2 separate regions of the Sus scrofa genome follow, and region 1 is linked to region 2. The links are chromatin contacts, called in public HiChIP or PLAC-seq maps. All regions are on one chromosome and are shown on one strand. The core of a region is the stretch at or near the end of the contact, and the rest is flanking DNA. Distances in the headings are between cores, read along the strand shown. Region 1 overlaps PSTPIP2 (proline-serine-threonine phosphatase-interacting protein 2). Region 2 holds the start of ATP5A1 (ATP synthase, H+ transporting, mitochondrial F1 complex, alpha subunit 1, cardiac muscle).

Evidence for each region. HiChIP or PLAC-seq counts read pairs in DNA pulled down with a chosen protein or histone mark.
Region 1: a contact with region 2 is called in an H3K27ac HiChIP or PLAC-seq map of alveolar macrophages. The contact joins the enhancer-like site here to the promoter of ATP5A1 in region 2. A contact is called at or near these places in 9 of 47 Hi-C or Micro-C datasets (embryonic fibroblasts, epiblast stem cells, fetal liver and 6 more) and 1 of 2 datasets of contacts at active chromatin or transcription factors (alveolar macrophages).

The regions. Positions count from the first base shown.
Region 1 is chr1:95,656,597-95,661,635 of Sscrofa11.1, forward strand. It overlaps PSTPIP2 (proline-serine-threonine phosphatase-interacting protein 2), which reads right to left. Exons shown (of 14, transcript XM_021092533.1): 4 at 1,230-1,264. Among named protein-coding and RNA genes, the nearest start is that of EPG5, 42 kb to the left of the region's middle. Within about 2 kb of position 2,580, at least 1 of the 83 cell types and tissues checked has an H3K27ac peak or open chromatin away from gene starts, as enhancers often do. A contact at or near this core is called in alveolar macrophages, where this site is marked.
Region 2 is chr1:95,749,235-95,753,998 of Sscrofa11.1, forward strand. It overlaps ATP5A1 (ATP synthase, H+ transporting, mitochondrial F1 complex, alpha subunit 1, cardiac muscle), which reads right to left and starts at 1,601. Exons shown (of 12, transcript NM_001185142.1): 1 at 1,494-1,601. The coding sequence starts at 1,553.

The DNA of each region.
Region 1 (5,039 bases), core at 1,330-3,829, 92 kb before region 2:
GAAATTTTTTTAAATTGTCTAAATTGCCACTAAACATTTGAAAAAGTGTTCAACCTTAAAACGATTGAAAAAAACCAAAACTTTAAAACACAGAAATGGGAGTTTCCGTCACAGCTCAGAGGCTAACGAACCCGACTAGCATCCATGAGGACATGGGTACGATCCCTGGCCTCACTCAGTGGGTTAAGGATCTGGTGTTGCCATGAGCTGTGGTGTAGGTCTCAGACACAGGTCAGATCCCGCACTGCTGTGGCTCTGGCGTAAGCCAGCAGCTACAGCTCCAATTGGACCCCTAGCCTGGGAACCTCCATCTGCCACCAGTGCAGCCCTTAAAAAAAAAAAAAAAAAGACACTTTAAATAAATCCCAGAAATGTATCACATTTTACCTTTCAGTTTGGCAAAATTTTTAAAGTGCAAAAATTCTTGGTACTTTCAAGTGTGGGGAAAAAGTACTGCTGGTGGGGAAGAAATCAGTACAACCTTTCCAGAAGAAATGTGGCATTTGGTAGAATAAACCAAATTGAGGCAGATCAGTAAGAACTGAAACAGAACGATGTCCAGAACCATTCAACTAGCTACAGAAACACTTCAAGCACATACTGTGCCACATAAAGTCCTTAGCTTGGAAGCACCAAGAACAGAATGGCTTAAAGGCACCAGCTTGGAGAACACTGGAACTGGACAGGACCCCTTGAAGACCAATGCCAGGGCCTCTCCCTGGATTTCCAGTCTGAGAAGCACTGCCCCAAGTAAGTCAAATGCTCATGATGATGTGCAAATGGGAATGGTTCTCCAGCCCATTTCAATTCTGCAAAGCTAGCCTTCACCTTAGGAGCTGCTCTCATTTTTTTTTTTTTCATCCATTATGAGATTGCTGTTCAATTTTTTTTTTTTTTTTTGGTCTTTTTAGGGCTGCATCCACAGCATATGGAGGCTTCCAGGCCAGGGGTCAAATCAGAGCTATAGCTGCCAGCCTACACCACAGCCACAGCGACGCCAGATCTGAGCCGAGTCTGCAACCTACATCACAGCTCACAGCAACACCAGGTCCTTAACCCACTGAGCAAAGGCAGGGATCAAACCCACAACCTCATGGTTCCTAGTTGGATTCGTTTCTGCTGCACCATGACACGAACTCCAAGATTGCTGTTCGAATTAATGACAGACGCACACACACACACAGAGAGCTTGCCAAGGACAATAAATATATTTTTAAAGAATCACTTACGTTGCTTGAAGACTTCAAGGGCCCGCTTCAGGGTGCTAAAAAACAAGCACATATATAATTTCAGTTCTGGAAATTGTCTATACAATCTTGGTATAATTCGATCCTATTTCTCATGAGACGATTCCAAGGTTCTTTCCATCTCTAAATCTCATGCTTCTCTCTACCCACATCTTCTCTCTCCCAGAGCCTATGGTCTAATCTTTGCCCATGAGCCTGAGAAGACAGCAAAAGATCGGGCGTCTTCAGTTTCCTCTTTTTTTTTTTTTTTTTGTCTTTTTGCCTTTTTTCTAGGGGCTGCTCCTTCGGTATATGGAGGTTCCCAGGCTAGGGGTCTAATCAGAGCTGTAGCTGCCGGCCTATACCACAGCCACAGCAACTCCATATCCGAGCCACATCTCTGACCTACACCACAGCTCATGGCAACATCATCGTCAACCCACTGAGCAAGGCCAGAGATCGAACCCGCAACCTCATGGCTCCTAGTTGGATTCGTTAACCACTGCGCCACGACGGGAATTCCTCAGTGTCCTCTTTGTTACTCTCTCAGTCCAAGCACAAGAATCATAAATGTTTCCCTGTCCACCTGGGTGGAGCCAGATACCCAAATTCTTTGTGTTTCATTTCCCCCAATGATAATATAGGAGTTGCGGTCCCTTTCTCATTAGAATACTAGTCATTTTTTAAAGAATGGTAATTAGAAATATGGATACAAGCAAATAAAGGGAGGATTCAAACTCTGGCTCCTGGTCACCTCCTTTTTCATCCATTCATCAATCATCACATACTTATTGCACATAAAGTATTGGCCAGGCACTGTGTCACATATTGATGATTTGGTGGTGCAAGACAGACTGGAGAGTCTTTTTTATTTATTTATTTATTTATTTATTTATTTATTTTTGGTCTTTTGTCTTTTGAGGGATGCACCCGCAGCATATGGAGGTTACCAGGCCAGGGGGCGAATCAGAGCTGTAGCCACCAGCCTATGCCATAGACTCAGCAATGCCAGATCCAAGCCTCTTCTGTATCCTACACCACAGTTCACAGCAATTCTGGATCCTTAACCCACTGAGAAAGGCCAGGAATCAAACCGGCAACCTAATGGTTCCTAGTCGGATTCATTTCCACTGCGCTACAATGGGAACTCCCAGATTGGAGAGTCTTAGTGGAGGAGGTAGACATTAAACACACTGATTTAGCATCTATCACTGAAGAACAAACTACCACAAGTTTGACAGCTTTAAACATGACACATTCCTTTTCTCACAGTTTCTGTGGAGAAGATCCTTTCTCAATCTCACCCATCCTCTCTCTCATAACTCATGGCTCCTCCTTCCTTATAGCTCCCCCTTGCCCGTGGTTTTCATTCTCCTCAACCCTACTCATCCTTAAGTAAGCCTCCTTCTGAGGTGAAGTGGCCCTGGGGATTTTTTTGTGCATCACCACCTTCATGGAAGCAGATCTCACTGGGCTCACTCCTGTCACTCAAGAAGCAATGAGATGTAGTGAAATCATGATCCCCCAGCCCCTGGTCACAATAGCGCAGGATCATGGGTCATATTCTGTGTAAATAAAGGATGTGACAAGTTCTGCTATTGCGCAAACTAAAAACCCTTGCATCTTCCAGCTGGCCCCTTCTTTTATATTGCATTTTGCCCACTCCTTTCTTTTTTATCCCCAAGCGAAAGGTTCTTATGTTCCCTGCCTTTTCCCACATAAACATTCCCAATTATTACAAGCACATCAAGCAGAAAAACTTTCCTGCAAATTCTCCATTCACTTTACCCATCTTAATGATACCATTTTTCAAGGAACGCAAGGTGCTACGAAAGTGTCCATATCCAAACAAATGCATGAGTGATGCAGAAGGATGAATGAGCACCCGGAGAGCAGGCTCACAACTGGACTTAGCAGGAAAGGAGGTCGGGCCACAGATATGACTGAAGGGCCTTCCTACAGAGAGCTGAGGAGCTGGAAAGTGACTTAGAGATCGTCTGTTCAGGGTCTAAATTTTTTCTCCCACCCTAAGTGGCTGGGCGACCAAGAGCAGCCCAGGAATTCCCATTGTGGCCCAGCCAGCTAAGGACCAGACATAGTCTCTGTGAGGATACAGGTTCAATTCCTGGCCTTTCTTAGCGGCCAAGGATCTGGTGTTGCTACAAGCTGCAGTGTAGTTTGCAGATGCAGCTCAGATCCGGTGTAGCTGTGGCCGTGGCAGCTGTAGCTCTGATTTGACCCCTTGCCTGGGAACTCCCATATGCCACTGGTGGGGCTGCAAAGAAAGAAAAAAAAAAAAGCAGCTTCCAACTCCCTTTAGTTTGTCATGAGCTTTGCTGTTCTGAGATATCACTGCATTGCTGTTTCCCCTGTTCAGAACATGATGCCAATCTGAGGATCGATTTTGAACTTTGGGGACAGTGTTCTTGCAATGTCCATGCCCTCTTCTCTCTGGTGTTCTCCTTAACTGTGGAAAAAGAAAATGTTCTACCAGCACTTTAACTTTAAAACCTAAAGGGCCCATCAGAAGCCCAAGTCTCTGACTGAGCAGTTGATGAGGTGCAAAAATCCGACCTAGTCCCTGGAAAGGTAAAGTTGTGCACTGTCACCTAAGGCACCTTCCCAAAGATCATCCTGGAGATAACAAAAACAGAAGTACCTATATGGCCTTTCACTTCAATTTTGGAAACACAGTCCCCAGGTCTGAGCTCCTGGGATCTTCCTCTCTGAGGTAAACTCTTAGAAGGAAAACTGGAGTTCCCATTGAGGTGCAGCAGAAACGAATCCAACTCAAAGGCAGAGATCAGGACCAGCTCAATAACCTAGTCGTGTTTAACAAAGCAATATATGACACTCTATAAGGAAATTCCCTACCATATGCTTATAATCCCAGCTGTCATGTCTGAGGGACTGAAGATTCATGGGTCCCTGGCCAGGGAGCCCTCAAGAGCTCCTTAGCTGGGGTTATAAGCATATAATAGGGAATCTCCTTACAGAGTCCAGGTCATTAAACTGGTTTGAAAACACCACCCCAACTGCCAGTAAAGATGAATAAACAGGCCCCACCATGTACATTTTGAAAAATAAAACTTTATTCAGTAAAAAAATCAATTTGGATCCGATTCATTCTACTAAATATAATTTCCAAGATGTACAATGTGAGAGAACATGGCATTTTCTATCACATCAACTAAAATTTTCTTGATATCTTCCAAGATGGCTTATTCTTTTACAAATAAACAAGTTTTTGGATCAACTACCTTGCAATACTCCTTGAAATTATTTAAACGCTCCCTGAATGACAGTCAAACTTACCAAAGACTAGGGATTCTGACCTTTGAATAGGGCAATGTTTTACATATTCAAAAAGTGAAACTAAATAGAGCAGGAAAGGAAAACAATTCTTCAAATTTAAAACAAAGAAGTAAACTATATAAGGCAAAACACTCTCTGACATCAACATCATGAATATTTTCTCAGGTCAGTCTCCCAAAGCAATAGAAATAAGAGCAAAAATAAACCCATGGGACCTAATCAAACTGAAAAGCTTTTGCACAGCAAAGGAAACCAAAAAGGAACCAAAAAGACAACTTACAGAATGGGAAAAAATAGTTTCAAATGATGCAACCGACAAGGGCTTAATCTCTAGAATATATAAGCAACTTATACAACTCAACAGCAAAAAAGCCAATCAATCAATGGAAAAATAGTCAAAAGACCTGAATAGACTCTTCTCCAAGGAAGATATGCAGGTGGCCAGCAAACACATGAAAAAATGCTCAACATCGTTGATTATAAGAGAAATGCAAATCA
Region 2 (4,764 bases), core at 351-2,850:
GCAAGCTTAAAAGCAGCCTTGGTTTGATCAAATTATCGCTATAAATATTAATCCCACAGAAGAGAAAGCAACTTCTGATATATGTGAAAATTTATTATCCGGTTCCTAGTACACTGTAAGTATGCTACCAAAAAAACTTATTTTTAAAAAAATATAACAACTAAGGACGTACCATTCCTTTTAAAAGATCAGCTGTCATTATTTTTAAAGGACCAGATATCATAATTTCAATTGAGTTGTAGAAATTCTCAATTTGATAAGCTGCTTTCTAAAAACGGCACATCTCAACAGATTTCCTTATACTAACCTTCCAAAAAAAAAAAAACTTTTAAATATTAGAGTTTGATCAGAAACTAAGAGATACAGCATGTGTGCTTTAAGAGAAAAAAAAAAATCTGCCTTCAACAAAGCCTGCGCCAATCTGGACCCTCCTTCTCCTTTAAGTTGCAGTGCAGCGGTTGGTCAATGTCAAATCTGCAGACACTGCCTTCTACAGGGCCTGGATGAAAAGCGTTAAAAAATGCTTTTTTCTTTCTAAAAGAAATCCAAGATGCTACCAGTCGTTGTGTTAGGGGACTCAAACGGTCAATATATTTATTTCATCTTCCTGAGATTACTCCTAAAATGAAAAAATATACTTAGCGTTTACATAGTGCTTTAAAGGTTATGCCCTTAACTTCATGGGATAGAAGTCATGAAGGACACTGACCTTTCACAGCGATTTTCCAACTTATGTTTCTATGCTATTTAATTTGAGTTCTCAACTACTAATGAATCTTCAAGGACGAAATCTTAAAGTATGGCAAAGCACCACAAAAGAAGAGCTTCCTGTCAGTCGAGACAATTCCACCACCAGCTCCACTGCTGTCAAGCTACCGGCAACGTGAAATGCATATTTGCAACATTGCCTTGCTTTCACAATGGTTTCTGCACACAGCACTAAGGGATCGCCTATTGAAATATTCAGAAAACCACCTACATTTACTGCTTTCTTCTAGCGGACTCGGGGCACGGGGCAGAGGCGAAATGCCGGGGCCTGCTGACCTTCATACAATGTCAGGTTCCCCTTAGCTCGTTTCAACCAGGGCTGACAACTGTACTCTGACCTTCGCGAATAGGTCTGGGAGAATTACCCGGGTCGAGCCCCGCCGTTTAGGAGCAGGCCTCGGAGAGCTAGCGCCCCAGGCCTGACCTTCATTCAAAGCTCCTCTCGAGAAGCTCTCAGACGAAGACGGCAATCCTCCTGAAGAGCCATCTCTGGACAGCACAGCACGGAGGTCACTGTTTCCCCTGCAACACTCTGCCCCCTCCCGCGCGGGGCGAGCACGAGGGCCCCTCGGCCGCCCGCCTATACCAACCCGAAGAGCCAGCTGGGCAAGATGGCGCCGTCCGCCACAGCCCCTCACCCTCCGCATAGAAAGGATCGCCCGAGCCCGCGCACCACCACCCGCTGCAGCTGGCCCCCCTCCCTTCTGCTGGCCCCAGACGCTCACCAGCCCGGCCCGCCGAGGGAGGGCGCGGGCCACAGCCGCAGCGACGCGCACTGACAGCATCTTTGCAGCTCCTCCGCAGGTGACTCCTCTGCAGCCGCAGCCTTGGAACTGACTGGGACAAAATGGCCGAGCGGCGAGGAAGGTCAAGGCGGCCAGCCCACCTGACCCGGAAGTACCGCCCCTCGCTTTTACCCCGGACGCGAATCCGCCTAGAGGCGGCGGGGGGCAGGGGGCTTCCTGTTTTTTAAGTCTCGTTTTTTTTATTTAAACATGCAAATCACTGATTAGACCTTTGCCAGCTTCAGCGCAGGCATTGCTTACACATTTACTTTGATCTTAACGCGTTGACCTTGTGGTTGTCTTGGCGACCACAGGGGTTGCGGAACAGGCTAAGAAGCAGTTCCCAAGCCCTATCCCTGGAGCGAGACTATGCTGCTCTGGGAGCATCACCTCGCCCCTTCTTGGACGTCAGAGGGGTTGATGGTGGCAGATCGAGGCTACCGGCATCGAACCTTGGTGATACAGCTACGGCCAACAGTTACTCCCTCGGGGCAGGTCGGCCGCGTACCGTTTCATGCCTTGCGAATTAATACGGATTGGTCCACAGAACGCTGGCCACACCTCAGATCCAGTCAAAAATTTGGGGCAATCTTAAGTTTTGAAAAGCACTCACACGACTCTAGGTGATCCAGTAAGCGCTCAAGTTGGATAATAGCAGTTCTTTTATATTAGATCTAAAAGAATCATGTCTTCGAATTAGAGCAAACTGTTTAAAAGTTATAACAAGCACAAATTTGAATAGAGTAGTTGCTGATTCCGAGAAGAATGGTCCAGAATCACAAGTTTCACTCCAGACTGGGCTAGGCCTCAATTTTTCTTCCACCAGCAACTGGTTATGACTAAGTAGGGACTCTACTTTTTCATCTGAAGTAAAATGGAAATGATGAAAATAACTTTACCTAGCCAATGAGATCAGGGCAGGGCTTTAGTCCCCCCACAGATTTTTTTTTTGTGATAATGAGATTTTTGTAATATCTACAGAATTGGTGGTGAATATTGGGTATTTTGTGCTAGTGGAGACTATTAACGTTGCCTTCACTTGTAGCTATTCCAAGAAGGATTTTCAGCTTCATCCACTAAATCCTGGTATATGAATATCTGGGTTAAAATGGTCATCTCCTATAACATATTTGCAAATATATATATGACCATATATTTGCAAAATATGTCACAGAAAGAATATACCTCTTTCTCTGATAGTCTACTTCCTTTTCAAGGTGAGCTGGGACAATCCTCCTGGATATTAGGAGTAGGAATAGGTAAAATTTTGGTTTGTAAAAACAAAGTTACGAGGATTTGGGGGGGGGTGCCTATTTTTATTTAATTTATTTCTTTTAAGACCACTTCCTTGCAATTTCCAGAGAGAAAATACAAAAGAAACAGACTTGGGGAGTTCCCATCGTGGCTCAGTGGTTAACGAATCTGATAAAGAACCATGAGGTTGCAGACTCAATCCCTGGCCTTGCTCAGTGGGTTAAAGTCTGGCGTTGCCGTGAGCTGTGGTGTAGGTTGCAGACACATGGCTGGGATCCTGCGTTGCTGTGGCTCTGGTGTAGGCCTGCGGCTACAGCTCCAATTAGACTCCTAGCCTGGGAATCTCCATATGCTGTGGGAGCAGCCCTAGAAATGGCAAAAAGACAAAAAAAAAAAAAAAAAAAAAAAAGAAAGAAAGAAACAGACTTGGTTTCAAATACATAAAGGGTGTGCTGGAGTTGAAAACATTACTGATAACATTGCTACAAAAGAATGTCAGCTTACTCTAGAGTACTTCAGTATTCCTGAGAAATAAACAGTGATTTCTGTTTCTCACCTGGATGTTCTCAGGAGGGTGTCACTGCTCCTGCTCCTATCTTCAGGACTACATCCACCATGCACCAGTCCCACTTCCTGCCCAGCTCTGAATCTGACATGTTCCCCGCCTGCAGTTCCAGCTTTCTGGAAGGCGGGGTCCTGCGCTCAGACCCAAGGCCACAGGGATATTTTTTAAATTTGTAGCCATAGGAGTTCCCATCATGGCACAGCAGAAACGAATCCGACTGGAAACCATGAGGTTGCAGGTTCGATCCCTGACCTCACTCAGTGGGTTTAGAATATGGCTTTGAGCTGTGGTGTAGGTCGCAGACTTGGCTGGGATCTTGCATTGCTGTGGCTGTGGCATAGGCTGGCAGCTGTAGCTCCGATTGGACCTCTAGCCTGGGAACCTCCATATGCTGCAGGTGCACCCCTAAAAAACAAAATAAATAAATAAAAATTAAAAATCATTTTAAAAAATTTGTAGTGTTAAAAGCGGACAAAGGACAGAAGATAACTTCCCCCTATACTCAGGGGCTGTACCAACAATAGTTTGAAAAGATACATGCATAATTTGAAAAGATACATGCACCCCAATATTCATTGCAGCACTATTTACAACAGTCAAGATATGGAAACAACCTACATGTCCATCCACAGAGGAATGGATACAGATGTGGCACATATATACAATGGAATATTCCTCAGCCATAGAAAAGAATAAAATAATACCATTTGCAGCAACATGGATGGACCTAGAAATTATCTTTGTAAGTGAAGTTATACAGTGAAAGATAAACATATGATATCACATTCAAGTGGAATCTATTAAAAAGGATACAAATGAACTTGTTTGCAGAACAGAAACAAACTCACAGACTTTGAAAAACTATGCTTACTAAAGGGGACAGGTTAGCGGGGAGGGATGGACTGGGAATTTAGGATTGGCATATGCACACTGAGGTATATGAAATGATTGGCCATTGGGGACTTGTTATGTAGCCAGCTAACTCTACCCATTATTCTGTAATAATCTATGTGGGAAAAGAATCTGAGGAGTTCTTGTAATAGTTCAGGAGGTTAAGAACCTGACATAGTCTCCGTGAGGATGAAGGTTCATTCCTTGCCCTTGCTCAGTGGGTTAAGAATCTGAGGGAGTTCCTGTTGTGGCGCAATAGAAACAGAATCTGACTAGTATCTCTGAGGATGTGGATTTGATCCCTGGCCTCACTCTGGTTAAGGATCTGTCATTGCCATGAGCTGTGGTGCAGGTACAGCTCCAATTCCACCCCTAGCCTGGGAACTTTCAGATGCCGCAGGTGCAGCCCTTAAAAAAGAAAAGATCGGGGATTGCCATCAGCTGCCACATAGGTCACAGATGCAGCTCAGATGCAGCATTGCCGTACCTGTGGTATAGGCC